Regions from separate parts of the Mus musculus genome. Here regions 1, 2, 3, 4 and 6 are each linked to region 5. The links are chromatin contacts, called in public HiChIP or PLAC-seq and promoter capture Hi-C maps. All regions are on one chromosome and are shown on one strand. Each heading gives the region's core, a stretch centred on a gene start, on an enhancer-like site or on the middle of the called end of the contact. The rest is flanking DNA. Distances are from core to core; before and after follow the strand shown.

Region 1 (4,499 bases), core at 82-2,581, 1.3 Mb before region 5:
AAAAATACAATTGAAAAAATGTGTATCAAACCCAACTCTCATTGTGGGGGAATGGTTATTTCTTCAGGCTACATGTCAGGTTTTCCAATAGACTTAATGGGATTTTACTTCAATTTTTAAATAGTGGTATGTAGCTTACAGACAATGTAATGCACCAACCATAATAACCCAGCTCACCAGCCTCCTCACCTGGTTATCTATCTGTCACATGCAAGTTGACTGTGACCTACTTCAAAGATGACAGGCCTCTGCTGGGGTGTTGAGGGTTAAGTGAGTTGCTGCTTCTGCTCAACTAGTCTCCTGACTTGCCCCCTTCTCCAGCATCATACCCTAGGACCCCTCCTGTCCCACTCTATCTTCCAGCTATAGTGTTTGTTGCCCTCTTCCCTCATACGGTGAAACTATAATCTTATCTGGAGTTGAGGCCTGAGTGAAGGGATTAATTAGGTGGAGCCCGTAGGAATGGGATGTGTGCCCTTATAGGAAGTGGGCAAACAGCTGTACTCTGCAACCTAGAAGAGGGGCTTGCAGAACTCATGTAAGACTCCGGGGAGCCTAAGCTTACCAGGGTCGCCCTGAGTGAACCACATGGAGCCAGGATCGATGCAAAAAGCAAGAGAAATTTATTGTTCCAGTGCACTGGGGTCATCTCAGACCCGAAGGAGAGGCAGTGACCCCCAGCACCCATTTGGGTAAGTTTTTATATGGTTTTCAGGGGCAGAATAGAGCATCAGCAACTAGGCAAATATGACAGTGCAACCTTTCAACTGATTGGTCTTTAAGGAATGAGGTGACAAGGACTTCCTTTGTCTGAAGGTGCGCAACAGTCAGTCCTGTGGAATGTGTCCCCGCCCGCAGGTTGTTTCCCCCCTGTGGTCTGAAAAATGTTAATTAGCCTCTCCCTTCCGGGAGAGGCAAGTGTTTCTTGACCTTCCCAAAGTTCCTAAACTGACCTTTTCACTCACTGGAATTCTGATCTTGAATTTCCCAGCCACTGTGACTATAAGATGTGACTTTCCATGGCTCATTCTGTTGTTTGTACTTTAGGGTGCACTGTTCCAGTACCCTGTGAGACAATGATTTGCTCAACTTAAAGCTGTTCACCTCTCATACTTTCTACCTCAGGACCACACAAGTGGGACCGGGATCTCCCCTAGCCTCCTGCTCAGAATCCCCTCCAACTGCCTCTCTCCACACACTTTTCAAGCTCCCCCCAATGTCTCTTACCAACCTTGTAGCACTTCTCTTTCATCTTAGAGGATGTGTGTGTGTGTGCTTTATTCACAGATATCACCGCGCACATGTCTCTCAACTTCCTCAAAGACTTGATATATGCTAGGATCAACCAGCTCTCTATTATATTCTTAAGCTCCTCTCTCCAGATGGTCTCTTCAATTGCTGTGTGTACCTAGAACCCTAAGCATGTGGAATTGGCCTCTCAGCCCTCAGGCCTGGCTCCTACTTGCGACAACTTGTGAGGTTCCCTCAAGTAGCCTCTCTGGAAGTAAGCTGGCATTTAGCCATCCTCACTTCATCTTTGATGATTGATACTCTGCCATCTTCCCCTTGCCTGTCCACCGTCCTTATCGTCCCTTTGATGATTGTCTACCATCTTCACCTCTAGCCTTCAATGATTGATTGTCCATCACCTCACATTTGATGATGGTCCACCATCCTTACCTCACCTGTCCATCATCTTCATCTTGCCTTCAATGATTGAATGATAGATTGGGTGTATTCATAGTGAACCTGTATCATTAGGAAGCAGCAGTCTGGGAATTTGGAATTTGAGATATCTTTTGCTCTACCATGGCTAACAATCTGTACTAGGTTGGGAATTGGGACGTGAGATGGGTTAAAGAGAAAGGTTCAAGGGATGGAGAGATGGTTCAGCAGTTAAAAGCACTAGCTTCTCTTTTAAAGAACTGGGGTTCAATTCCCAGCACACACATGGCAGTTATAACTACCTGTAACTCCAGTTCAAGGGGATCTGGATATATATATTCGTATTCACACACACACACACACACACACACATATATACATGCAAGCAGAATTGGTATACATACATACAGAGAGAGAGAGAGAGAGAGAGAGAGGGGAAACTCTAGAGTCTTGGGCTTTTATTTGATGAGAGAGAGGCTCAGCATATGACACAGACATGCAGGAGTGCATAGAGTGTGGGCATGAGGATGGGGGAGCACCTAAGGAAAGGGGTCACATAGGCCTAAGCAGTTGGCATCTCCTACTGTCAAATAAGGATATCTGTCTGCTGATTGTGAGAGATTATCCTTGTGATACTAATATGTGGAATTACTTAAGAAGCAAGTCTTTCTTTGCTATCCATCTGCATTCTGCCCAGCACTCCAGCAGTCTGGTACCTCCGAGTAGAAACAGTATGTCCCCAGATCCTGCAGAGTCAATGAGAAGGAGCGACTGCACATCACCACCAAGAGATCAACATGATCTGTGGATATTATTGCATTAAATCTCTGACTCACAACCCTGCCCTATTCAAAGCAAACCTTGAATAATATTACTGTGAGCATCTGGAAGGAACTCTAAATGGACCTTAGTCCATACAGAAAACACCATCTTAGTGTGCACAGGAGAGATAATGGCCATTTGATACTCACCTGGGAGGCCAATGATGCATGGCTATTGGGCTGAGATTTCCAGGTGCCCTCTTTTTCCAATAGACCGAATCCCAAATCTTCCATGTTCCTGTGAATGTTGTCACTTTCCACCTTTCTGCTCTCACCACCATCCCACCTGTACACCAGGCATATGGTTGTAGTTACTGCTCTCTAAACCCACCAGCTTGTCTCCAGCTTTCAATGCTTTGAGTAAACTACTCCTTCTGTCAGAAGGCTCATCCTCACCTTTGCCCTCCTCCACCTGGTGAAGATCTTTAAGAATAAGTGCACATCTCAAGCCTTGTGTAAACTCTTTGTCATCTACAGGCTGGATTTATTGTTCTTTCCTCTTATCCTTCATGCCCTCAAACAGTAAGACTCTTTATACAAAGACCTAGCTATGTAAGGTTCATCTCTTATTATTTAATCCACACCAAACCTCTAAGAAGATAGTGATCTTATTATGACTAATTTTACTGCTAATGAAAATTTAAAGCTTGAAGAGGCTAACTCAGTGTTTTGTTGGCAATTAATTGACAAAGCCATATTTCAAACCCAGATCATATACCAAAGCATGGAATCATTTTCTCAAAGTCGTTTATTGAGCTGGCTGTGGTGGCACACACCTTTAATCCCAGCACTCAGGAGGTAGAAGCAGGCAGATCTCTGTGAGTTCAAGGCCAGTCTGGCCTACATAGTGAGTTCTTCCAGGATAGCCAGAGCTCTATTGTCTCAAAATAATCAAAATAAACAAATAGGCATTTATTAGTATCTTTCCTAGGCTTGAGTTTCTTAAAGAGACTGAGACTTTCTATCTCTCTGTCCTGGTACCAAGCACTGTGTCTGCTATGTGATAGACACTCCATAAATGTTTATAAAATGAATAATTCAGAAAAAAAAATGAGTGTGCCATGTTAGAGACTTCTTCTGTTCTAAGACTTCTCTGTTATCTTTTAAGTTGGAGAGGTGTGAAAGTTGCTAGTGTTCCTTCTGGTGATGACATTGGGAAGATGGCTCCCCAGAGGAGAATGATTAAATATTCCAACTAAGAAAATCCAGAAGTCAATAAGATCAGACTGTACTCTTGAACTCATGGAAGTCTAAAGAGCTCATCTTCAACAGGCTTCTTCCCAGAGTAATTAGAATATACACATAATCTCTGAATTCTGCCTGTCCACTCAGCAACAGTTGACAGAGCATACCCATCAGACATTATACTACACTCTGAGGACACAATAGCCAACATATTCATGTTCCCCAAAGTGGGCTTGTAATTATCTGTCCATGAAATACCAGTTCTGCTGGCAAAAATACTTTTTTTACCCCCACTTAGGAAAATACCTTTCACCCTTATATCATGTGTTCAGTGTGTGGGGGTGGGGGTGGAGGTCCACTTCTTGACTTTAAATTTGGGTACATGGACGCCCACTGTATTGCATCTTCTGTGTCCATCGTGACTGATGCGGGTATGTCACACGGTATAAGGTGGACAGATGCATGTAGTTATAAGAATTGTTTTGGAAATAATAGGAATAAATTGATGCTTTCTTCCAGAGGGAGCTTTCCATCAGAGAATGAAACCAATACAAAGGAAGACAGAGCTGAACTTTGAGAACAAGAATGCATGGACGGCACAATTTTAGGTCTAGAAAGAGCGACAAGTGATAACATCAGAGGCCTGGATTTCCCATTCAGACAAACCAGTACATTCCCTTCCCTCTTCAGCTACTTGAAAGTAGATATATTTCATTTGCAATTGAGTCCTAAATAATGATAACTTTATCTTATAGGAGTAAGGTTTTGTAAATAACATCTGTAAATGTAGTGCCAGATGAAGCACAGGGGCTATGCAGAACAAAGAAT
Region 2 (5,080 bases), core at 2,008-4,507, 1.3 Mb before region 5:
ACGCTAGGCTAGCGTCCCTACTAAGCACAACTCTCTCTGCCTCCCCAGAGCTGGGATTACAGACACACGGCATCATGCCCAGCTTACTAACCTGCACTCTGGGCATGGAGCTGAAACCCTAAGCATTTTATGATCTTCCTGGCTTCTCATGCTTTTTCTAATCAAATTAAACACTCATCTCTCTTTCCTCTCTGATCCTGAAAGTGCACTGAAGTTTCCTGTGAATGAATTCTGTGTGTATATTACTAAATTGCTGGTGACTTTCTATTTGTTATGTGTAGAGCTCTTTCTGATGACTGGGACCCCTAAAAATATCCAGTGTTTGTCCTGTGCTTTGATTATGCCATGTTTTGTTTCCAAATTAATATAACTGTCTCACACTCAGATCTGTCAGCTGAACTCAGAAGCTAAGGTATTGGCCAATAAGGATTAAGACAAAAGGAACAACTCTGATATTGAAGTTTTTTTTTTAGTCAAGTCTATTTTAATAAATCATTCAAACACACAAAAGCTAAAAACCTGCAGGCATCAACTGTGACTTGAGAAACTTAGTTATGTTCTCAGAGGTGTGGGCACTGCATGGCCATTATCTCATACAAACCACACATTCGTTCTCTTGTCTGGTGGACTAAGGAAGGGTTCTTTGTGCAAACGGACAATTCGATTTTCACAGTGGTTAGGTCAGAACCTGACAGGCATGCTCTCAGTTACTGGGAGGCGGGTATGGAATGGCGCTGTGTCTCTGAGGTAAGTCTTGGCATGCCCAGGGCCATTCACAGAAGTGGGCACACACAGAAGCCAGAGATTCAGACCACCATCCACATTTCTCTCAGAGAACGAGATCCAATTGCAAAGAAAAGGGACACACTACCTTTCAGTCTGGGGGCTTTGAATGTGACAGGATGGTCATTTTAAAAATTAACAAAGAAGGAGGAATCTGCTTTCTCAGTCTTCACTGCCTGCCCTCCATGCTCAGTAAGGTGATACCAGGTGGTGGGGGTAGGAGCTCTTTGTACTATTAGGGGACTCTTGCCTTCCTCCCACCCTCTCGCTTGGGACAAAGGTCTTCTTGGTGCCCAACTTACATGCCGTGTCTCAACACGTGTCTTTCCCACTCAGAGCCCTGTGAGAACGCCCGTCCACAGAATTCACATGGAAATCGCTTCTCTGTGTTCACACCAGGCCCCCGGTCTGCAAATCTCATCAGCTCTGCAAACAGAGAGAAAAGACCAGCATTTCCTTTGTGTTTCTGGAAATCTAGAGAGGATCAGTCAGCATTCACTGGAAAATATTTCCCGACTTACCTGGGAAGCTAAACCGGAAGCCATTGGCAGGTACTGCCAGACTCCCCACTGACTCTGGGCTTCTCTGAAGGACACTTCCAGAGTAGAGCTGAATAGGAGCTGTCCTGCTTCAGTCACTTATTATGCAACAAGTCTCCTTATTTATGCAACTTCTGCTATCATCAACAACCCAGGTTCCTTCTGGCCAGAAAAGGCTCCTTGGCTTACTCTAAGACCCTTTACATCTCTTTTCTAATTAACTCATCCCTTCTGCAGGGTCTGACCAAGGGCTTGACAGCTCGGCAGCTACTCAGTGTGAATTTGAAACAGGGCTATCTGCTCACTAAGAAGAAAATAGACCACAGAAAGCGCCCAACCTGGTTCTACAGAGTAGGCCACAGGACTTCTTCGTATTTCAAGTTAGGCCAAAGCATCACAACATGTGTACCTCCTTTGTCGGATGGATAGGAGCCCTGCAGAGACCCTCCTGGGTGGTACCCTAAGCAACGCTGAGGTTGGGCCGCCGGGAGCTTATATAAAAGCATGTCTGGGACATTGAGATGTCTCAGTAGATTAATGTTGCCTGCTCCCAGGCTCCATGACCGGAGTTTGATCCCTGGAGCCCACATAGTGGGAGACAAAAACCACCAACTCCTGCAAATTGTGCTTGGACCTCCACGTGTACAACTCTCTCACACATACGATAAATAAACACATGTAATAATAACTAATGATAAGAAAAGCAAGCATGTCCCCAGCCACTGACAGATCCTGGCCAACCGCCCAGTATTTATTTCTCAACCGGTGATATTCACAAGTACTGGGATACGCAGACATTTCTGAATGGGTCTGGTGTACACAGCAAATATTGGTCTAGCTGTTTTCTTCACTCCTGTGATGCTGCCACATGTGAGGGGCCTTATACACATGGATTGGCTAGCGAATTGTTTATAAGCCACACCTCCTGGCAAGCTCAAAGATGAGGGTTTACGTGGCCTTTGTGCTGTCCTTAGTCCTAAGCCCAGATGTCTTTCATTAGCCCACTGAGGGCCAAGTCTTCACACGGATAGTAAGTAGCAGACTACACAGTTCTGAAAAAAGGGTGGAGCTTGGGGAAACGTGATCATTTTCATCTCTGATTACCGTGGGCCCCTCAGCAGATTAGACGTCACAGGAAGACAACTTCTGATTGAAATGCCCCATATTTCATGAAATCTTCCAGACATTAGCTAGGACTCTGGGATGCCTTCATCCACTTCACAAGAAAGCTACGTGAACAGGGCCAGTTCTCACAAAAGACAAGGCATTCTCTCACAAATTAAGAAGATCACCACACAAGCCATTAAAAATAATTGCACAGACTATCTTCCTTGATTCTTTTCACTGGAAATGACACAGCGCCATCTGGTCTGCGCATTAATTCCTTAGCAGGGATTATCTTGGGCAAGAAATCAACAGAATGCCTTCCTGACTCCTCCTAGTTGCATAATGAGAGGGGGCAGGGTGGGCGGCGTTCTGCTTGGGTTCCTTTCAATTTCTTCGTGCGTGCGTGGCTTCTCTCTGAAATTCCCAGGCTGATCTTGCTGTGTGTCTATTCTGAGTACAGTCCTCAGCTCTCATGTCTGGGAAGGAACTGGGGAACAGGAAGGCCATGAACTCCCCAACCAAAGGTGTCTATATGAACGTCCAAATGATTCACAAGGAGAATGGAGCTGGTACTTGATCCTCTGCCCTCAGGAAACATGAAGCCGGTCATCTATTGTCTCCAAGGGCACATGCTAAGCTTCATCCTCACAGAAGAAGCCAGTCTACCTGTCACATCTCAAATCACTCTCCCTCAGCCTGAGAGCTGAGCTAATAGCCCCTCGTGCACTCTGCCAGAAGCCAGGATGTCTGGCAAAAACACCCCAGGCTATTGTTGGCCCTGTCTTCTTGGCAACAATCTACTGAGGTGGTGGAAGATTGATTCTAGGTTGTTTCCAAAGAGAAGGAGATAGGACAAAGGGAACCGTTCTTGCAAGGATGTGTGACAGGGAAGGGACAGTTTCAGCTTGCAATTCCCAAGGTACTCAAGTCAGTCCCTCATACACAACTTGTCTACCCAAGGAGGAGTTTTTCTTCTTTTGTTTAGGTCTCTGGATGTAGACATGACACTTTCAGAGGGAAGTAGAAGCCAGGCTGTTCGCCCTAATTCCATCTCGTGTGAAGCCGAAAGCCCAGTGGATAGACTGAGATCAAGCTGGACAAGCAGGAAGATGTGCTTGCTACCTCACATATTTCAGACGCGGTGTTTTCTCATGGCCTAAGCTTGTTTTATTTGTTTTGGGGGAGAGCATTGGGAAATGGAGGGCTCTGGAATGCTGATGGCTTCAGAAATAGCCTAGGCGTAGCCTTAGACATGAAGAAAGTCAAAATATCCAAGAAGGAATCTTTTATCTCATCAAGAGGGACAAGCAGAGCCCGAGTACCAGGAAGAAAAAGAAGCTTTTGTAGACTCACTCAGAAGCATCCTGTCTCCCTCTCCCTGAGGACAGCCAAAACAGTGAAGAGATGTTAAGGATTTGTTGTGAAGAACATATTTGTTAAAAGGTTAAAAAAAAAAGAAGGAAAGAAGGAAGGAAGGAAGGAAGGAAGGAAGGAAGGAAGGAAGGAAGGAAGGAAGGAAGGAAGGAAGGAAGGAAGGAAAAGAAATAAGGCATACTTCTGAGATCACAAGCATTTCCCTTATAAGAAATGGCCCTGAGTCAACCTACAGGAGAGGCTTTTGTTTTATGCAGTCTTGCAGGTTGACCACAGCAAGCAGCTTTTGACAAGTTAGCACGTTTTGGCTGTAAGCCTTGGCTCTCTATGTTAGTTGGAGATTGAAGGACCCAACTAGATCCCTTGATTATCACAGTGGGAGGGTAGGGACAAAAAAAACCACAGAAGAAAATGGCCTCAGGAAGACCTGCTCAGGTCTGCTAGATATTCTGCCATGGGGCCTTAGTCTAGCCCAAGGGCTAGTGCATTTCATGACTAGCGTCTCTTTAAAAAAAGAACACGTTAGCACTCTAAGGGGTTGAAGATGTGTGTAGTGTTAAGAGATCTGCTCTGGAACAACAAGACTGAGATTTACCCTTCAGTGGGTTTATTATCTATCTTCTTACCTTACTTTAGATAGGTTTTAAGTTTGTCAGAACTCTTATTTATTAGGTCCATGTCTTGGATGCCATGCCATTTAATTAATGTTTTTGGCACTCTTAAAATCCACGGCCTCTCACACCACAGGCAAGAATTTTATCACTGAGTTACATCTACCCTTCGCTTTCCATTGTAACGTCAAGGTAACTAGAAAAGACCCCATATAGCCATAACAACCTAGAGTGAACACGATAAGAAGTTCGAGGCACTCCATTCCGTGACTTTAAGATACTTAAGGAAAGACAAGGTCACCAAAACAGCTTGACAGTAACCTAGAATCAGTTTCATGGAGCAATGGAATAGGAACACTCTCTCAGTCAATTGAGCTTTGAGAAAGTTGCCAATATCACTATCAGGCACCACAGGCAGAAGAAAGAAACTAGATCCTGACCTCCCAGATGGAAAAACAATCAACTCCAAATCAGTAAGAGATTGAAACATAGGTCCTAAAACCACAAAAGTTGCTGGAGGAAAACTCGGGGGAAATCTCCAGGACACCGGTTGTCCATGATTTTCTCTTTAAAGTTTTTTACATGACCCCCCAAATCACATGTAACGGAAGAAAAAAATAGGCAAATGCTAGCTGAATCCAGCTGGAAAGTTTCTGTTCTGCCAAG
Region 3 (4,739 bases), core at 266-2,765, 1.3 Mb before region 5:
AGGCTCAGGGTATAGTCCTCGTACAGTGATCTCCTTACAAACATGCCTAGCACCTCATAAACTATGGATGCTATTTAACATTTATAATCCTAGCTCTTAGGAGGTGGAGGCAGGAGGATTAGAGGTTCAAGGCCATCCTCAACTACATAGGGAGTTTGAGGCCACCCAGAGTTAGAGACCTTGTCTCAAAAGGAAAATAATCCAAATAAAGGCTAAAGGAAAACAGCTAGGGTTAGGGTGGAGGAAGTGTACCTCACAATTAGAACAAAATGTGGAAAGGTAGGGAAAATGAAGAGTGGTGAGGAGCATAGGAGCTGGGGGGGGGCATAGGTGATGGGTGTCGACAGGGAGGGGTTCAGAGAATGATGGCTCAGGTTTGCTGTCATCTAGGCAGCCTTGTGTACTATGGTTAGGACTGGAAGAGACAGACAAAAAAAAAAATAGAGTGGCCTTGACGTGCAAAGTCAGCCAGAGCAGCAGAGTGAGTATGGATACAGGCTTCAGGACAGGTGGACCTCTCAGAAGTGAGGGGCTAATGTGAAAGAGGAATCAGGCAAGGCCAAGATCTCTCCTTGGTAAGTGGATTAATGGTGGTGCTTCCCTGGGGCTTTAGGTCCCAGGGGAGGAATCAGCCTGCTAAGGGCAGATGGTACATGGGGTTTGTTTTTTTTTTTTTTTCAGTGACTTGAGACTGAGTCTCTGGGGAACAAGGGAAAACAATGGCCAAGCAAACCAACAGAAAGAAACGAATATCCTGAATTCAGGATCCACTAAGCAGTCAACCAAACAGGGAACACTTCTTATTCTGCCCCATTCCCCACCCCATCTACAGTCTGGATTTTCAGCACATTATGGAAAACTAAAGAGGAAGGAGATCTTGTTGATGCTCTTATGAACACAGGATGATAAATAAACATTAATCGTAAAGCACTACCCTGCTATGTAGTAATTGAAAAGCATTTTGTGTCTCTATTTTAGGAAAAACTGGAGTGCAGCTATGGATCGGTGGTCAAGAGTGCTTGCTTTTCTTACAGAGAACAAGAGTTTGGTTCCCAGCATCCACATTAGGCAGCTTACAAACACCTATGAACCCAGCTCCAGAGCATCCAATACCCTTTCCTGGCCTCTGTGGCTACCTGCCCATGGGCACACACACACACAGAGAGAGAGAGAGAGAGAGAGAGAGAGAGAGAGAGAGAGAGAGAGAGAGAGAGAGAGAGAGAGAGGGAGAGGGAGAGGGAAAGGGAGGGAAAGGGAGAGAGAGGGAGAGAGAGGGAGAGAGAGGGAGAGAGAGGGAGAGAGAGGGAGAGAGAGGGAGAGAGAGACAGAGACAAAGACAGAGACACAGACACACACAGAGAGAGAGAGAGAGAAAGAGAGAGAGAGAGATCTATAAAAATAAATAAAACCCCCAAAAGCATGCATTCATGAGATCTTTCACTCACTGCTAATGTGGCCTCATCTTCCCCTCTGCTCCCGGGAAGGACTTGTTCTGGTCACACCTCTCACTGGTTTCACAATACAGTCAGGAAAAGCTGCTTCAGAATGTAGGTGTTTATTTTGGTTCCAGTTTGAAGGGATGGTCTTCCTCGGGTGGAAAGCAAAGTGGCAGCCATATGAGGCAGCTGCTCACAGCCTGGTCAAGAAGCAGAGAAATGAAGACTGGTACTCAGCCTGCTTTCTCCTGGCTGTTCAGTCTGAAGTCTCAGTCCATAGAGTGATACCACCCACGTTTAGGGCGGGTCTTCTTACCTCAGTCCATCTAATCTAGAAGCTCTTGGCAGGCACGCTAGCAGTTTGTCTCCTAGCAGTTCTAGAGTCTGTCAAGTTGACATCCACTATTAACCATCATAGGCCTTAATTCTTCAAGCTCATGATCTCAGGACCGTGGGGGAGACTTCCAAAGCCCTTTCTTAGAAGCAGGATAAGCAGTACTTTCCTTATGACCATCCAATTTCACAGAACAGAAAAGGAGAGCCAGAGCATTGGATGTCCTCAAGGCCCCATCTTGTGTCAATGGTGGAGCTGGAGTTCAAAGAGACTCAGAAAAATCCCAAATAGCCCCTACTTTCACCTGGCCTCATTACAACTCCAAGAAGCAAGGTAGATAGAAGTTAGGGTCCATTAAAAAGAGCAAGAAACACAAAATCTGAGCCCTGAAAAGGATCGTTCTTAAAATGCATTCTACTGTCCCATCCTTATGTTCTTTTTCAATGACTTTATAAAAATAAAGAGAAAACAGATTAGGTAAGAAAGCAAGAATGCTTACACACAACAGTATGACCTTGTGACTAAATCAAGCTAAAACCAGTGGAGCTGATGATGGACACACTAGTAAGCTTCTATGGTAGGGTGATCGCCTAGCATGGAGGAGGCACAACATAAAACAGGAAGTGGTGAGATGATTCTGTGAGAACAGGGCAAGATGAGCAACTCAAGGTCGTCCTCAGCTGCATGGCAAGTCCAAGGTCAGCTGGGGCTACCTGAGACTTCGTCTCAGCAAACAGCAACAACCACAACTAGCTCCATATCTTCTTCCATAAGACATCCTTGGTAAGCCTCCAGGATCAACTCAGATATCAGATGGGGCACAACTCTTGATATTTGCTAATTAAAACCCTAAGATTTTGAGATCACACAGCTGGGCAATCCATTAGTAGTTTGCCACTAGCTTGGCTAAAGATAACATCTCTGTTGTGCTGGCCTTAATAACAGTTGCCTAGGTTACTTAACAGAAACTGAAAGGCTGCTACTTCTGTTGAGTTCATGGGTTCTTGACAGGGACCTGTACCTGAGCGATGGCTGTCCGGATGAAAAGCCTTGCTGCCTCTGTCTTCACATCATCTCTGTCCCCTTTGCTGCCTTAACCTTTGCATCGGATTCTACTCGATTCTTCATGGAGACATGTTGATTATATTTTAAATGTTTTGTCCAGGTTAGAGAGTTGATTTTGTGGATAAAGATGCTTGTTGTCAAACCTGATGGCCTAAGGACTTAGGACCCATTGGGAAGAAAGAGAGATGATTCCTACATGTTGTCCTCTGGGGAAGCACACTTTGTTTTGTTGTTTTGCTTTGCTTTGCTTTGTTTTGCTTGTTTGCTTGTTTCTAGTTTTATTTTTTATTCTTGAAACAGGGTGTCTTAGTTAGGGTTTTACCGCTGTGAGCAGACACTATGACCAAGGCAAGTCTTATAAAGCACACCATTTAATTGGGACTGGCTTACAGGTTCAGAGATTCACTATAAATATCATCAAGGTGAGCGCATAGCAACTTCTAGGCAGGCATGGTGCAGGCATAGCTGAGAGTTCTACATCTTCATCTGAAGGCTGCTAGCAGAATACTGACTTCCAGGCAGCTAGCACAAGGGTCTTAGAGCCCACACCCACAGTGATACACCTACTCCAACAAGGCCATACCTACTTCAGCAGGGCCATACCCTCTAATAGTGCTACTCTCTGGGTTGAGTATATACAAACCATCACACAGGGTCTCATTATGCAGATCAGACTTGCCTTGGACACATAGAGATCTACCTACTTCTGCCTCCTGAATGCTTGATTAAAGGTGTGTGCCACTATGCCTGGCTTGCTTATTGTTATCTGACCTCCCTGATAATACCATAGCACACATGCACACACAAACATACAAATTTGCCCAAGACTTTGACACAGGATGAACTTGACCTGTCTCTTGTAGGAGCTGATAACTTTTCTCTTCTGACCGTTGTGCTCTTTCAGCAGCTAAACCATCAGAGGCCTTCATCCTTATCATAATGTACAAAGCAGGTCAGAAGGCAGACACATCTGGAAGATGATGCGGAGACATCTGGGGAAGATGAGGGCATCAGAAGCAGAAGTAGCTCAGCAACATGTGGGGCTGCTCAGGGAACCTACACCACATACAAGGAAGAAAAACAAAACCAGATCCATGGCCCACAAAAACTCACAATACCTCAGTCTGCCCTGAAAGTAAGAAATGCTGCCATTCCCTGTGGAAGGCAGCTTCTGGTCCCTCTCTCGATTGACTTGAAGGGAAGCTCCCTACATAAGCCTATTCCTGTATGGTGTATATATTTGACCTGGTCTCATTTCTGTCATGTCCTTGCTGTGCAACTCCATGTGAAATATTAGGAGCTGGACATACCTTGGAAGAAAATCTAGGCGTCTTGATTGTTTCTACAAAGACACTTCTCTGATTCTTAAAAAGAATGAAGTGTTAAGGCTTGGTTTGGTTCATAAGGTAAGAGCAGCAGGTGTCTTAAGCATTACCCTATATAGCCAGGAAGTGTTCGGGAGAGAGCTAGTGTTTCTTTTGTTTGTTTGGTTGGTTTTTTGGTTTTTTTGTTTTTCGAGACAGGGTTTCTCTGTATAGCCCTGGCTGTCCTAGAATTCACTTTGTATACCAGGCTGGCCTCGAACTCAGAGATCCACCTGCCTCTGCCTCCCTAGTGCTGGGATTAAAGGTGTGCGCCACCACACCCGGCAGAGCTAGTGTTTCAAACAAAAGCTCTAGAAGTGTTTCAGCGTGGAGGGAGAGGCTTGGCTTCCAAAGCATGGGTAGCCAGGCTATATCCCCCCTCCCCCGACACACACACACACACACACACACACACACACACACACACACACACACACACACACACACACTTAGTAGATGCACCTCCAATATCACAAGAATTCCCAGCATCATCAAGCCATGCTCTCAATTTATAACATTCCTTCACAAAATAATTATTAA
Region 4 (4,538 bases), core at 1,381-3,880, 1.5 Mb before region 5:
AGCCAATAGATGGTACTCGGTAGTGGTTGATGGTACCCCAAGAATGAAGCTTCCCTGTATGAGGAATGGGACCCAAGTGCTCAAATCCCAGCCTTGATCAGCTTCCTAATGGTTTTAGGCAGCACCAAAGCAAAGCAGCTTTTCCTCTGAGAAGGATATTGCTCCGAACAGATGAGAAAGTCCTAAATGATACCCCAGTTCTTCCAAACTCACCAACTAGGCCAGTTCGCGCCTCTCGCTGGAGGAGTTTGCAAAGACGCCCCTCACAGGTGTTGTGCTAACTGCGCTTTATGTGGTAAAGAGAAAGGAAGAGTTAGTCACGCAAGAGCAAACCGGCTCTGGGTTTGTATGAGCAGCCAGCACAACTGAGAGAGTTAGGGACACTTTAAAATGGGCTCCACCGCAGAAGGAAAATACGAGGGAGTGTTTGCAAATGTCTAAAATCTGGATTCCTGGGGCAGCAGGTGGAATGGGGTTGGGGTGGGGTGGCATGCAGGACGGACACGACTCCCTTTATATAAGGGATCATTTATATAATTTGTAAATTACAGACCAATCCTTATAATGATAAAGTGTACCCTTTAAGATTCACAGAATGTTCTCAATTTTCCTGAATATTTGTCTCCAAAGTTAATCTGTGTTAGCAGCCCAGCAACTATATGTAGTAGAGGGAAATAATCCAAGAACATAGATAATAGCAAGATGTGGAAAGGCAAACTAAGAAGTGATAGGCCGGGCATGATGGCACACACCTTTAATCCCAGCGCTAGGGTGACAGGAGCAGGCTGATCTCTGTGAGTAAGAGGCCAACCTGGTCAACATAGAGTCCCAGGACTGCCAGAGAGACAGAGAGGGCCTGTCTCAAAAACAAAAAACAAAAAATAGCAAAACAAAACAAAAACCAAAAGTGATAGGACTTCTCTGCCTTTGCCTCCAGGGTTCTGGGATAAAAGATAAAAAATCCTGACATTTTAATAATTGTTATATTTAATACTACAGCTTGCAAAAATCCTTAAAATTGATCACTGAGGAACAGTATCTAGTTTCCCTCAGAGATGGGAGATTCCCAACCCATCCCATCCCATTCCATCCCAAGAAAGGTTCTGTGTGCCCTCAAGGAAGATGCTCACAGCAAAGCCAGCAGGGAACGGTGAGGTACACAGTGGTCTCTCATATAGGCACTGTCTCTCATGTGGTTCCTGGAGGAACTGAGAGAAGGCTAAGCCAGGGCCCCTTCCTGGCTGTGGGCCACAGTCGTGGGATCAGGAAACTAGAACTGAAGCCTTGAGGCGGTGTTGCAGAAGACAAACAGCTTCCTGGCTTTTGCACCCATCTGACTAGAGCCCAGGCCCTAAGGACCACTATCTTCTACTCTGATGGTGTGGAGAGAGTAGAGGCTCATTCTGGATGGATGATGTGGGCTCAGAAACCGAGTGGGACAGAACTTAACTGGTCTGTGTTTGAGCAAACCAGGTGATATGACAGAAGGTGGTGACAAAGCAGAATTTTCTAGTTTCTATTTTTTAGAGCAGCAGTTCTCAACCTGTGGGTCATGACCCTTTGGGGGTTTTGAATGATCCTTTTACTGGGGTGGCCTAAGACCGTGTTGGTAAAAACACAGATATTATATTACAATTCTTAATGATAGCAAAATTACAGTTATAAAGTAGCAAGAAAAGTAATTTTGAGGTTGGGAGTCACCACAACATGAGGAACTGTTTTAAAGGGCCACAGCTTTAAGAAGGTTGAGAACCACTGACTTCTAGTTATAGGGAGAGATAAAGTCACAGCCATCCAATTTCTAACGTGCTGTTTTCCCCATCTGTGTGTGGGGACCCCTGAAGGGCAGAAGAGGGCACCCTGATTCCCTAGAGCTGGAGTTGAGGCAACTGTGAACCACCTAGCATGGGTGCTTTGGGGAGCCAAACTTGGGTCTCCTAGAAGAGCAGCAAGCACTCTTTAACTCCTGAACTATTTCTCCTGCTCCCCCACCTTTTCATAGTAGATAGGTTCAAGATGTCTAATTATAGAGACCAACATATAATAACCCACCAAACCTTGTGGGGCTTGTTTTATCTACAGTTTCACATCTGTCAGCAAAACATTTCATATCTAAATCTAGGACTTGAAAGACTGCATGCCACTGTAACAGGGAAGAGTAATTACAAGTGTACCATTGTAACTTTCAAAAACCAGTCTGTGCTCAACTATTGCCTCAACGTTCATATATGTGCAGGCTTAGAGTTGATGGGGAACACAATATGTAACTGGTTAATATAGCTGAGTCTTTTTTCACTTTGGAGTCTTCTGCCATCTGTATCCACTATTTATTTGTTCAAAGACATGCCTCCTTTTACTTAATATATTGTCTTCGTTCTTCAAGGCTTCATAAAAATCTCGTCGTATGGATACTTTATAAGTTAGTTTCACAATGTCCTGTCGTTGGGTAGTTATGTCCAGCATTTTCTTAGTATCCAATTAGTACCTGTGTCTGAAGACTTGTCTATTTGCTTTTTTTTTTCCAAAATTTTAAAATCATGTGTGTGTGTGTTTGCACAGGTGTGCCTGCATGCCTATGCCTGAGGTGGTCACGTGCCTCTCTCTTGACCTTGTTGGTCATGAGATGGAAGTCAGGTCATGAGCCTTAGTCATAAGTATCTTTACGCCCTCAGCCATCTCTCTCTCTCTCTCTTGGCCCTACTTGTTTGTTTCATTAAGAAAATCTAGGAGAGGGACTCAAGAGATGGCTTAGCAGTTGAGAGCACTTACAGATCACTTGCTGGATGAAAGAAACTTTCTCACTCTCCTCCCCAATGTTTTTCTTTAAAGATTTCTTTCTTTATTTATTTAGCTGTTTTTAGACACACCAGAAAAGGGTATCAGATTCTATTACAGATGGTTGTGAGTCACCATGTGGTTGCTGGGAATTTTACTTGGGACCTCTGGAAGAGCAGTCAGTGCTCTTAACTGCTGAGTCATCTCTCCAGCCTCCCCAGTGTTTTTCAAATGGCCTGCTTCCTTCACTTCTAAATCTGACTTGAATTTTAAGTCTCCAAAATGACGACGATGCCTCCAGTGAGTCCTGAAGTCACTCTTTACAGCACTCAGTAAACAGTGCCTCTCAGAACCACAAGCTCAACTGGAAATTGATGGTGTTCAGGGTTGTATAGCAGGTTAAACTGGAAAGTGTCCTTTGGCCTCAGTGACCTGCCTTTCTGGCTTGATTAGTCTCTAGCTTGAGCTGAAAATGAAACTCTCTTAAATGATTGAAGACAACTGTGGGGAATGTGTTCACTCCTTTGATGGCTGCGCTCGAAGAAGAGGTTGACAATAACATCTACATCTTCAGAAAGGCAGGCCAATTCCGCAGCTTCCTGGGAAAGCCACCCAGGAATATGAAATGGGATTGAATGGGGTAGGGTAATGATGAAGGAAGGTTGACAGTGAGTTGACAATGATGGGACTTAGGTGTCCAGTACATTGTGGCTTGTTTCTCTCTGATTTGGGGGTGTGTTTAAAAATTCATTGCCACAATAAAAAAGGTTAGAAGACTTCTCGCAGCAACATGGCCAGCCCATGGCCCTGTGCCCACGAGTAGAACTTCTTCAGTGTAGTATGTGCATCTCTCAAAGCAAACGTGGATGAAGGAGATGTCATAATAGATCACTGTAATGGGGGTGTTTTAAAAATAGTAAGTCTTTGGAGAGATTTCAAGTGATAGTCCATAGGGGCTTATACTCCATTCACTTTTTAAAATGTAATAAATGCATCATAGGGGAGCAATTTAGAAGGACAGTTATAGCCCCCGGGATGCTGGAGGATATTGCCTTGGACACTCTACCAAGGGAACCACTTTTGTATGGCAGTCTTTAAAACCGAGATAAAGGCCTACAGGATGGCTCAGTAGGCAAAGGCACTTGCCACCAGGCCTGATGAACATAGTTCAATTCCTGGGACTCACGTGGTAGAAGGAGGGGAGAGAGTTGACTCCCAGAAGTTGTTTTCTGCCTCCACGTGTGTATTGTGGTGCACCTTTGCCTTATTGTATAGCAAAATTAAAAAGTAAATAATTAGAAAAATTAATTGAAAGTAATGCATAGACCTCTAATTAAAAAAAAAATGAGGGGGCTGGTGAGATGGCTCAGTGGGTAAGAGCACCCGACTGCTCTTCCGAAGGTCCAGAGTTCAAATCCCAGCAACCACATGGTGGCTCACAACCACCCGTAACAAGATCTGACTCCCTCTTCTGGAGTGTCTGAAGACAGCTACAATGTACTTACATATAATAAATAAATAAATCTTTAAAAAAAATTTAAAAAAACAAACAAACCAACCAAACCAAAAAAAAAAAAAAAAAAAAAAAAACCCGAAAAAGTTTAAAAAAAAAAAAAAAAAATGAGGGGGGTTGGGGATTTAGCTCAGTGGTAAAGTGCTTGCCTAGCAAGCCCAAGGCCCTGGGTTCGGTCCTCAGCTCCGGAAAAAAGAAAAAAAAAAAAAATGAGGGCTGGAGAGATGGCTCAGTGGTTAAGAGCACTAAC
Region 5 (4,646 bases), core at 1,751-4,250:
TCAGTTAGCCACTCTGCCAAGATCACTGAGTTCCAAGTGTTCTCTGTAGTAATTCATCACTGAGATGCAAAGGCTTGCAAAGAAACACCCACCTACCACCAAACTGTTACAGAAAGGGGTGTGTGTGTGTGTGTGTGTGTGTGAGTGTGTGTGTGTACACTCGAATTCATGGAAACCAGAGGAAATCATCAGGTGTCCAACTCTATCGTGGTCTATCTTATTCTTCCCAAACAGGATCTCCAGCTGACACTAAGGTAGGCTAGCAGTCAGCAAGACCCAGCAAGCCTGCCTCTCTCAAACCCCATAGAGCCCAGGTTACAAGCATGTAGCTACTCTCAGCTTCTTACGTGGGTCCTGGGGATTTGATCTCAAGTCCTCAGGCTTGTGCATACAGCTGTCTTACCCACTAAGCCATCTATCTATTCTCCAGCCCCAAGAGCTTCCTTTTGTAACCATACACTTAGCTCTGTCTTTCAGAGCAGAAATCTACAAAACAAAAAAAGACATGCACATAAGGAGTTGGAGATATGGGTCAAAGGTTAAGAGCACTTACTACTCTTATAGACAACCTGGTTCTGCTTCCAGCACCCTCAATGGATGGCTCAGAAACACTTCTAACTGTAATATAACTTCAGCTGCAAGGAAAGCTGACCCAGTGGCCTCCGCAGGTACCTGAACTGGTATGCACACAAACACTCAAAAATAATAAAAAATAAATATATTTGTAAAATAGCATAAATCAGTATTTCTATAGTCTTTGGTATGGGACCAAACTTCCTGAAACAATATATAAATCCTGAAAGTCATAAAGTCTGTCTATTAAAAACAGATCTGTCTGTACAAACAAGGAAATAGATTTAACCATAAACTTTTTTAAAAGATTTATTACCATACATAAGTACGCTGTAGCTGTCTTCAGACACACCAGAAGAGGGCGCCAGACATCATTACAGATGGTTGTGAGCCACCATGTGGGTGCTGGGATTTGAACTGAGGACCTCCAGAAGAGCAGTCTGCGCTCTTAACCGCTGAGCCATCTCTCCAGCCCTAACCATAAACTTTTTAAAACTTCTGCACTAAAAGCTAAAATTTAACGAGTGTGGGGGGGGGGGGGGAGGGAAGCTTCAGCACTTACAATGAAAGGTCCATGATGCATAAAGAGAATCAATAAAATGAGACAACAATCTACATCCTGATAAACAGGCAAAAGAGACTTGGCATTCACAGGAATTAAATACAAATGACCCATAAACCAAGGAAGCATGTACATTAATAACCATGAAAAATGCAAATGAAAATGGTTCTCTATGAAAATGGCAAGATGGTGAGGACTGAAAATAATTACTACTCTTAAAGTTACTAGGTCCTCTAACACACTCCCTGGATGCTGGCGCAGGCATTCTCCTCTGAATACTATCATTTCCTAGTACTGGGAGAAAAACATGTTTCCCTCCTTGGTAATTAGCATTCAATTATCCAAGTGATTCTCAAATTTTAGACCCATACTGACCCCTAAAATTTAAAGAGGGCATGAATGGGATGCCAGAATTTAGGGGAAGAGACTACAGAGGGATAAAGTGCTTTGGAATATAAAATACTTTATATTTTTATCATATAACTTTGTGATAAAAAAATAGCGAATATATTTATGTAGATCATACCTTTAAAAATATTTTTAAAATTTCTTGGCCTGGGGCTCTACTCAGTGGGTGGGTACTTCAGTAGCTTCTATCTCCAGTAACAAGGAAGGACCTAGAGTTGGTGTTTATATTTAGCATTTGGAAACGTTAACAGTTTTTAAAGCAGTTACATATGGATTTTAAAATAATGCATTAAATGTAAATAATGTGTTCTTTACTAAAATAACTATTCTCAAAATCAAAAAAGTATTTCGTGAGAAAAGGCACATTGCTATCTAATTAGGCAAATCTCCTTAATGTCTAGCCTCAAACAGAAATGCTTGGACTCATCAGCTGTTTCATTATCTCTTACAACACTGTTAAGTCACACGGCCATTGGGAAACTTCGCTGTACACTCATAAAGGCAAGAACGGATAAATAACCTCTGAAGATACATTATGAAAATAATGAACTTTACAGTGTGTGACAGGGAAGAACCTGGGAAGTGAGCCACACTTTGAAAACGTCTGATTTAGTCAATACAAGATACTATCGGATTCTAGATATGGAGCAGTAACGAAACTGTAGTTCTCTTTAATCAGAGAAACAGTCTCCCACGAGGATGACCTGTTCCTCCACGAGTTAGACACAGAAAACTCTCAAAAACGTATGAGGCAAGGATTTAAAGAATTAGTGGTCCAGAAAAGGTAAGACAACCCTTAAACTTTCACCCTTCACCTCCCGGACAAGGAAGGCAGAGAAATGCCTGAACTCAAAGACAGACTCAGAAAAATAATGGGAAAATGGGGAACTTTAAAAGGAAACCCACTACATTCAATGTCAAAGACAGGAGTACAAACACTGCTTTTTGGTCACATGGTTCATGGAACTCAACGTTGTGAAAATCCCATCCCATCCCACATGTTTCACAGAGGGCTGAACTACATGCCAAGCGACTGTTACCCGGACCGTGCCTCCAGTGGCTGACTGAGAAACCGCAAAGCCACCCCCTCTCCTGGTTCAACACGCTAGCAAGGTGCTAGGTCCCACCTGAGACGTCCCGCTCAGGGGTCTACATGACCTTCCTCAGCCTACGTCTGAGTCCCGTGCTCGGTACTGAGGGGTGGGCCGCAGGGCATCCCGGCGTCCCTGCCTCCCGCAGTGAGGACGCGGAACCGGGAGCGCGTCGGGCCCCTTCACTCACCTGGCCGCTGCTTCAGCGCCATCACCGACACCAGGTAGTGGGCGATATCAAAAAAGGGAAACATGGACGTGCGGGAAAAGGCCAGAGTCAGATCATCCCACGGGTACTCCATGACGACTACCGACGCCGCCGGCCCCAGCAGCCGCGGCAGCCGGTTCCCCTCCGGCGGAGGGGGTGGGGGAGGGGACGGCCGCGCCAGCTTCAGCCCTGCGCGTGCGCCCTGGAGCCTAGGGGGGCGGGGTCCGGAACGGGGGCGGGGCCGGAGCCGGAACGAGGGGCGGGGCCCTGGCCCTGGTTCTCCTAAAAAAGGTATGACATTTTCTCAGTGTTGCAGTCAGTGCCAGCTGACCCAAGGGGCAACGGGCAACGCTCAAAGTCAGATTCTATGTAAACGGATGCCATTCCTCTTTTTCTGAACAGCCACGATGTAACTCATTTATTACTTAGTGAAGATATGAAAGATAATAAAACGGTAATGTTTTATCCATATCCCCATGAAACTTGAATTTTCCCAGAGGGAAAAAAAAATTTTAAGGACTCACGGAATTTCACAAAGCATAAAAAGTATGGATGCCACGCCAAAGCAGATGGTTAGAGAAGACCATTGCAGGGAAATGCACACGGTATTAAAAGCAAGTCTGTAAATATTAGAAGTTATTTTGGCTAGACTACAACCTGAAAAATGAAGTTGTAAAAGAAATAAAAGTCTTTCGCAGTGAAACCAGGTGGTTTAAGCTCTTGATCAGTCGCTACATTGTCCTCAGTCTTGTTTATCAAAAGCATGTGCTGAATTGGTAGTTGGGGTGAAGAAGATGGGCAGGTCTCTGAAGTTGCAATCCAGCACCAAAGATTCATGAGAAGAGACTAGGGAAATCAGAAATGCATTCACTAATCCAAGACAAAAGGTAGTAGTAGTAGATGCAGGTCTTAAGGACAAAGCCACAGATAGAGAAAGACTGCCAAGCAGACTAAAGTGGATACAAACACCACCTGTAATGACAGCAAAAGGAGCCAGGTTTTGAAAAACAAGAAAAGGAGCTATCTGCTGAAATTGGTTGCAAAAAGAACTAAAAGTAAAGGGAAAAAGTGAGACTGGATTTTAAGAAAAAAAAGGTAAATTTGGCACATTTTTATTTGACATGTCAACAGATCATGTTGTTACTTGGCATGGGTACACACAAGCTATTGAGGGAGCAGGTAGGTGACTGTTATATTGCTGCAAAGGGCAATCGCCTTTTCCTCCTGAGGTTAGCCTCGGTATTAACTCACTTAGCAAATGTTATTTACACCCGTGCTTTGTACCGAGCATTTTACTGGCTGCCAGAGGCACCACTGTCCTAAACACCAGGTTTCAAATGTAAGAAAGTGGTAGCAACATTCTTCATTTCATAACTTGTCAAGAAACAATAGCCTTGATTAAATACTTTTTGATCTGCTTTTCTAAGCAAACACTTTTTACAGGGAAACATTTCTTTTTAGCTTCTGGCACACTTTGTTTATTATAAATATAATAAAATAAACAGTCAAGGCTTTATTAGCTCTGCTCAGAGATATTGCAGGCTCCCTGACATTTGACTCACCACATGAGTGCAAAACGAAGTGTGCTCACATCTGCCTACTGCCTAAAGACAATATTTATAAGATCTAAAAGAAATGAACTAGGAAGATCACACACACAGAAAAGCTCTATCCATATTTTGTATGTGCTTATCATATTTGCTTCTGGCCACTACATAAACTACCTGGTCTAATGGAATGCTGTGTAGTTGAGGAAAACCGGAGTGAACCGAGGGAAGACTTAGAAGAGGAAAGAAGAAAGGAG
Region 6 (4,836 bases), core at 1,694-4,193, 1.4 Mb before region 5:
CTCCTCCATTGGGAGCCCTGTGATCCATCCATTAGCTGACTGTGGGCATCCACTTCTGTGTTTGCTAGGCCCCGGCATAGTCTCACAAGAGACAGCTACATCTGTGGCAGAATTTTCTGTGGCACCTGCTTTCATTACAGCCTGCAGAGACTTATGGCCCAATGACCTCTTCCATCTACATAGTGAATAACAAAATTGACTCAGGTCAGTTCTAGCCAAGAAGGTCATGGGGAGAAGTTCAGTTTTGGAACGAGACAAATTTGGGCTCACATCCCAGCTGTACTACTGACAGCCTGAGTCACCTATGATGTCCCTTCACACTGGTGACAATGATCCCTGCCCGCCTCACCAGGCGGGCGCTATAATTGCGTGAGATCAAGCATGGAGAGCGGTACAAGTGTTTGCTGTCATTCGGTGTCCCGCCTGCGCTCAGTCACACAGCTAAGAAGTAAGGTGCTGTCCGAGGTCTCACCCCTGAGGACAAGACCTCTCCCCCAAGCAGAGACAGCGCCTCTAATGAGGGACTTGAGCATTAATTAGGAATCCAGGGTGTAGGGTTATATGTCCTTTCACATACAGTCTCTATCTTGATCTTCACAAAAGCCTTCTGTTTATAAAAATTCTTGTCCCCACTAAAAATATAAGTGCATTTTGGAAATAAGACTCAAACCAGGTACTGCTTGTTATTGTCCTTGAGGTAGTGGTTTCTCTGGGAACTTTAAAACTCCCTCCCTCCCCGGAGCAACCCCACCCCCACCCCCAGGTCTGTGAGTGTCTATGTTGGGGCCTCCTTCAGAGCTTTAACCCCTTCTGTGCTCTAGACTTTATATGTCACTTTCTCTCAAATTGCAATGTTGTGAGAAGAGCAGAGTTGATTCCTACTGTCCCCATCATGAAGGTAGAGAAAAACCAAAGCTCAGAGAAAATTCTGTGTGTGTGTGTGTGTGTGTGTGTGTGTGTGTGTGTGTGTGTGTGTTAAGCCAGAAGTTAACCTCAGGTATCATTTCTCAGATGCCACTTTGTTTGTTTGTTTGTTTATAGTAAGTCTCTTACTGTCAATGTAGGGGCTTATCTAGAGATCTATCTGTCTCCTCTGCAATGCTAAGTACCCCTCCCCCATATATATATACATACATATATATATATATATATGAGATTTTACTTATGTGTGTGTGTGTGTGTGTGTGTTAGTGTGTATGGGCCTGTGTCCATGGAAGATAGATGGGGGTGTTGGAATTCCAGAGCTGGAGTTACAGGTAACTGTGAGCCAACTGATGTGGGAACGGAGGTACTCTAGAAGAGCACCATATGTTTTGTTTTTTTGGTTTTTCGAGACAGGGTTTCTCTGTGTAACCTTGGCTCTCCTGGAACTCACTCTGTAGACCAGGCTGGCCTCGAACTCAGAAATTCACCTGCCTCTGCCTCCCAAGTGCTGGGATTAAAGGTGTGTGCCACCGTGTGTTCTTAACTACAGAGTCTCCTCTCCAGCCCTATGTCTGTCTTTTAAATACAGAGTCTTTCATGTTCTCACGCATGTGCCACCAGCACTTTACCAGCTGAATCATCACCCCCGCCCCAAGAAGCAGATTTCTTGATTGTAAATCTTGACTGTGGACATGGTATGTGTGCACGCATGTGTACGTGTGTGCATGTGCGTGTGTGTGCACTCCATATTGATGCCCTCGGAGTGTCCTCTTATACTAGGGTTTATGGAGAACTCATTACTAGCAAATGAGAACCAGGTCCTGATGGCCGGCCCCAGTGGTATCATCTGATCCCTGTATGCCTCTTCCAGATCGTGAGTATCCTGCCATCTAGAGCAGAGGCCAGAGGGTTTTTCATTTGGGCCTGTCACACCCATTTCATTCTGCCCCTGTTTTCCATGCACTCACATAGGGTCTGTAGTTACTGGCTTGTGTCTGCCAAATGTTTCTGAGGCCTGGAATGGAGAGAGAGCAGCAGAGGCCAGAGCGTTTATGCCATGGGAAAGGTGGCCTTTCGAAGGATCTTCCTCCTCCTTCCCCAGGTTCTCAGGCCCTACAGAATTCTCAGGGGGGCTGGCCGACTCTTAAGATGTAACTCTGGATAGCAGAAGGCTCTGACAGTCTCACGGATCAGCCTGGTACCCCCAACCCCAGCATTCATGCACACACACACACAATCCCTCCAGAACAATGCCACCAAATCATATTGAGCTATGGAACCAGAGCATCCAACGTCATGAAAGAACACAGAGGCCTTTTTCTGGCTGTTGGTGTGATCTCAATAGAAAGCCCTTCTCAGGCAGGAAGAAGCCATTCTTGTGCCATGTCCCTAACAAAAGCTGACCTCTTCTACAGTGGCACAACTGGGCAGGCCCAGAATCAAGCTGGGGTTATTTCCCCACCATCTCCATAGTCATAGCAACAGCCTTGATTAATGCCATGGCCCATTAGAGAGATAATGTCAGCCCTAATCAGAAACGCCTCAAGTATCTCTCTTTGCATTTTGGTAAATGGAGTAATCACATTACGGTTGGATGTGTCTGGGAGCTGATTGCTGTCTCGAAAGTCTGCCTGATTTTCCAGGTTAAGGGGTGTCAGGGGGCCCGAGCCGCAACTAATCATGGTGCATTGTTAGGAGCGCTGAGAGGGAAAACAGAAGGTACAGAGACAGATGGGGAGGTCCCTGCCCTGTCCCTCCTCCTGGGTCAACAGGGGATCCCTGGGTTGGTGGTCTATTGGCAGGGACTGCTTCCCTGAAGATGAGCTTAGTGTCTCAGAGGTGGTGCCCGTGCTGTGGATAAACACAAGGATGGAGAGGCACAGCTAGCATGAGCAGGCAGGGGCCTCAGTTGGGCCCGGCTTTCCCTTCTCCTTTTGCATCGAGCTGGTGATGGACAGCCAGCCTCGGGTCACGCCACTGGGCTGGAAAAGTGGCAGGAGAGAGCTCACTTTTGGCCTGGAGATAGGAAATGGCAGAGGTGACATGCACCCTGTGTAATGAGTGTACACTTGCCCTGTCACAATAGTCTTTGGCCTTTGGCAGGTTCTGCCTTGTGGGAGACTCTCTGGAAGCTTCTCGAGGGCAGAGTCTCGATGCATCTTGGGAGAGGATGACATCCCCTCCTCTCTCCTTTTGTTGCAGAGACACCAAAGGAAGGAGAGGTGATGGCTCTTAAGCCTGCACTCTCACCAGGAATGGACGCTCAGTTCCATCTCTCCAGAGACCCTTCCCATACCGCTACCTCTGTCTGCCTTCCAGCCTGGCTGCCTTTGTTTCTGTCGGTCCACAGGTGACAGTAACAATAAATCATAGCCACCCATATGGAGAGATTAAGAGGAGGACCCGAGGAAATATGCATCGAGCCCCTGGAGGCTATTTTCGGATGCTCCTGGGAGGATTTTTTTTTTCTTTTCTTTTGGAAAGGACTCACACAGTTAACTATTTATGACAGTTTGAAGGCAGAGCAGAAATAGGAGAGTGGTACTTGGTGTCCCTGCCAAGGCTGAGAAGTAAAATCTTCTCAGAGGTCTGAAGCCACTTCAGGGCCATTAAATTTACTGTCTGTTAGACAATATTTAATATCTGGAATAACATTTTATTTTGGGGCCCAGCAATAATTTTTCTTTTCAGTTTTAAGAATTATCTCGGGGCCTGCCAAGTTGACCAGATAGAACTGTTACAGGGTCACAATGTTGCCCCGTGGCCCTGTCCCCCATGAACTCAGATCCCTTGCCAGTGAGGCTGAAGTTCACCTCAGAGCTTTAAGATCAAGGTCCCAGGTCAGGGTTGGAGTAGCGGAAAGCTATGTGGGGAGACTGAGAACAGCCATTAGGCAAGAGGTTACCACATCATGAATCAGTCAATCTCTGTCTTCCATTTGTCTCTGCTCCAGACCAAACTTTATCTTCAAAAATCAATATCCTTCCCAGGAAGATGTTGGATTAGACACGTTAAAGGACCCAACATCACAGCTTGACCTAAGCTCTTACAGACTGGTGTTAGACGGGGTAGGAGAGAATAGATTTCCCAGGCTAAGATGTTTCTCTAACGGCTCTATAAAGCCTTACAACGGCCTCCCCTGGAAACATGCTCTGGACCATCATTGCTTATAAACACAGCTGATCAAGGGCTTGAAAGATAAATCAAATTGAAGATGTGGCGCCTTGACTCCCGCACAGCCACCAGCTTTGAGCTAAATCAGTGGGTCTCAACCCGTGGGTCACAACCCCTTTGGGGGTCAAATATCATATATTCTCCATATTAGGTATTTACATTATGACTCATAACAGTAGCAAAGTTACAGTTCTGAAGTAGCAATGAAAATAATTTTATGGTTGGGGTCACCACGACATGAGAAACTGTATTAAAGGGTCACAGCGTTAGGAAGGTTGAGAACCAGTGAGCTAAATGAACACAAGAGATTCACGGGGAATGCATTAGCATTGTGGTCATAGTGTCTACTGTCCCTGCAGGTACTCTTACCCTAGACACCACTGGTGTTGGCTGTCTAATCCTGGACCTGAGACTGATTCTGGCAGTGGCAAGATGTGCTGCAATCCCCACCCTCCCTCAGTCCAGTCTACTGGGTTTCCCAGGCCCACAGCTCTGACTAGCCTCTGTTGGCACCTCAGGCCTGTCACTTTCAGAAGCCTCCCACGCTCTCACATTGGTACCGTACATGTGTACTCTCCTTAGACACACAGATCTAATGATCTGCATATATCATCTGCTTGGCATCCACTCCTTCTTGACGCTTCAGTTTGCTCAATAGCACCTCACACTCAGTAACTGGCTACTTGGGTACCACCAATGTTGGGACTTGGGCTCTGTGAGTCCCTGCTCCCTCTGCAG

The links. Promoter capture Hi-C pulls out the DNA fragments that hold promoters and counts their contacts. HiChIP or PLAC-seq counts read pairs in DNA pulled down with a chosen protein or histone mark.
Region 1: an H3K27ac HiChIP or PLAC-seq map of embryonic stem cells shows a contact between it and region 5, with 5 times the contacts expected there. The contact joins the enhancer-like site here to the promoter of Tmem38b in region 5. A contact is called at or near these places in 4 of 39 promoter capture datasets (cranial neural crest, hippocampal neurons, liver and 1 more) and 3 of 115 datasets of contacts at active chromatin or transcription factors (differentiating embryonic stem cells and embryonic stem cells).
Region 2: a promoter capture Hi-C map of hippocampal neurons shows a contact between it and region 5, with 4 times the contacts expected there. The contact joins the enhancer-like site here to the promoter of Tmem38b in region 5. A contact is called at or near these places in 7 of 39 promoter capture datasets (the 3T3-L1 cell line, cranial neural crest, hippocampal neurons and 3 more) and 2 of 115 datasets of contacts at active chromatin or transcription factors (astrocytes and embryonic forebrain).
Region 3: a contact with region 5 is called in a promoter capture Hi-C map of the C10 cell line. The contact joins the enhancer-like site here to the promoter of Tmem38b in region 5. A contact is called at or near these places in 5 of 39 promoter capture datasets (the C10 cell line, cranial neural crest, embryonic stem cells and 2 more) and 3 of 115 datasets of contacts at active chromatin or transcription factors (astrocytes, embryonic forebrain and embryonic stem cells).
Region 4: a contact with region 5 is called in a promoter capture Hi-C map of pre-B cells, with 5 times the contacts expected there. The contact joins the enhancer-like site here to the promoter of Tmem38b in region 5. A contact is called at or near these places in 9 of 39 promoter capture datasets (the 3T3-L1 cell line, cranial neural crest, hippocampal neurons and 4 more) and 1 of 115 datasets of contacts at active chromatin or transcription factors (embryonic stem cells).
Region 6: a promoter capture Hi-C map of liver shows a contact between it and region 5, with 13 times the contacts expected there. The contact joins the enhancer-like site here to the promoter of Tmem38b in region 5. A contact is called at or near these places in 10 of 39 promoter capture datasets (the 3T3-L1 cell line, cranial neural crest, frontonasal cranial neural crest and 5 more), 1 of 484 Hi-C or Micro-C datasets (liver), 4 of 115 datasets of contacts at active chromatin or transcription factors (embryonic forebrain, embryonic limb bud, embryonic stem cells and 1 more) and 1 of 9 other capture datasets (adipose tissue).

What each region holds. Positions count from the first base shown.
Region 1 is chr4:55,131,368-55,135,866 of GRCm38.p6, reverse strand. It overlaps Gm12514 (a long non-coding RNA gene), which reads left to right. Exons shown (of 3, transcript XR_881288.2): 3 at 4,191-4,499. Among named protein-coding and RNA genes, the nearest start is that of Gm12514, 5.5 kb to the left of the region's middle. Within about 2 kb of position 1,331, at least 20 of the 459 cell types and tissues checked have an H3K27ac peak or open chromatin away from gene starts, as enhancers often do. A contact at or near this core is called in differentiating embryonic stem cells and embryonic stem cells, where this site is marked.
Region 2 is chr4:55,075,393-55,080,472 of GRCm38.p6, reverse strand. It overlaps Zfp462 (zinc finger protein 462), which reads right to left. Exons shown (of 13, transcript NM_172867.3): 12 at 1,086-1,209. Among named protein-coding and RNA genes, the nearest start is that of Gm42289, 8.8 kb to the right of the region's middle. Within about 2 kb of position 3,257, at least 54 of the 459 cell types and tissues checked have an H3K27ac peak or open chromatin away from gene starts, as enhancers often do. A contact at or near this core is called in embryonic forebrain and hippocampal neurons, where this site is marked.
Region 3 is chr4:55,093,242-55,097,980 of GRCm38.p6, reverse strand. No RefSeq gene overlaps it. Among named protein-coding and RNA genes, the nearest start is that of Gm42289, 26 kb to the right of the region's middle. Within about 2 kb of position 1,515, at least 17 of the 459 cell types and tissues checked have an H3K27ac peak or open chromatin away from gene starts, as enhancers often do.
Region 4 is chr4:55,324,438-55,328,975 of GRCm38.p6, reverse strand. No RefSeq gene overlaps it. Among named protein-coding and RNA genes, the nearest start is that of Gm52739, 21 kb to the right of the region's middle. Within about 2 kb of position 2,630, at least 86 of the 459 cell types and tissues checked have an H3K27ac peak or open chromatin away from gene starts, as enhancers often do.
Region 5 is chr4:53,824,399-53,829,044 of GRCm38.p6, reverse strand. Tmem38b (transmembrane protein 38B) reads right to left here and starts at 3,000. Exons shown (of 6, transcript NM_028053.2): 1 at 2,825-3,000. The coding sequence starts at 2,936.
Region 6 is chr4:55,241,443-55,246,278 of GRCm38.p6, reverse strand. It overlaps the pseudogene Gm12508. Among named protein-coding and RNA genes, the nearest start is that of Gm34231, 36 kb to the right of the region's middle. Within about 2 kb of position 2,943, at least 12 of the 459 cell types and tissues checked have an H3K27ac peak or open chromatin away from gene starts, as enhancers often do. A contact at or near this core is called in liver, where this site is marked.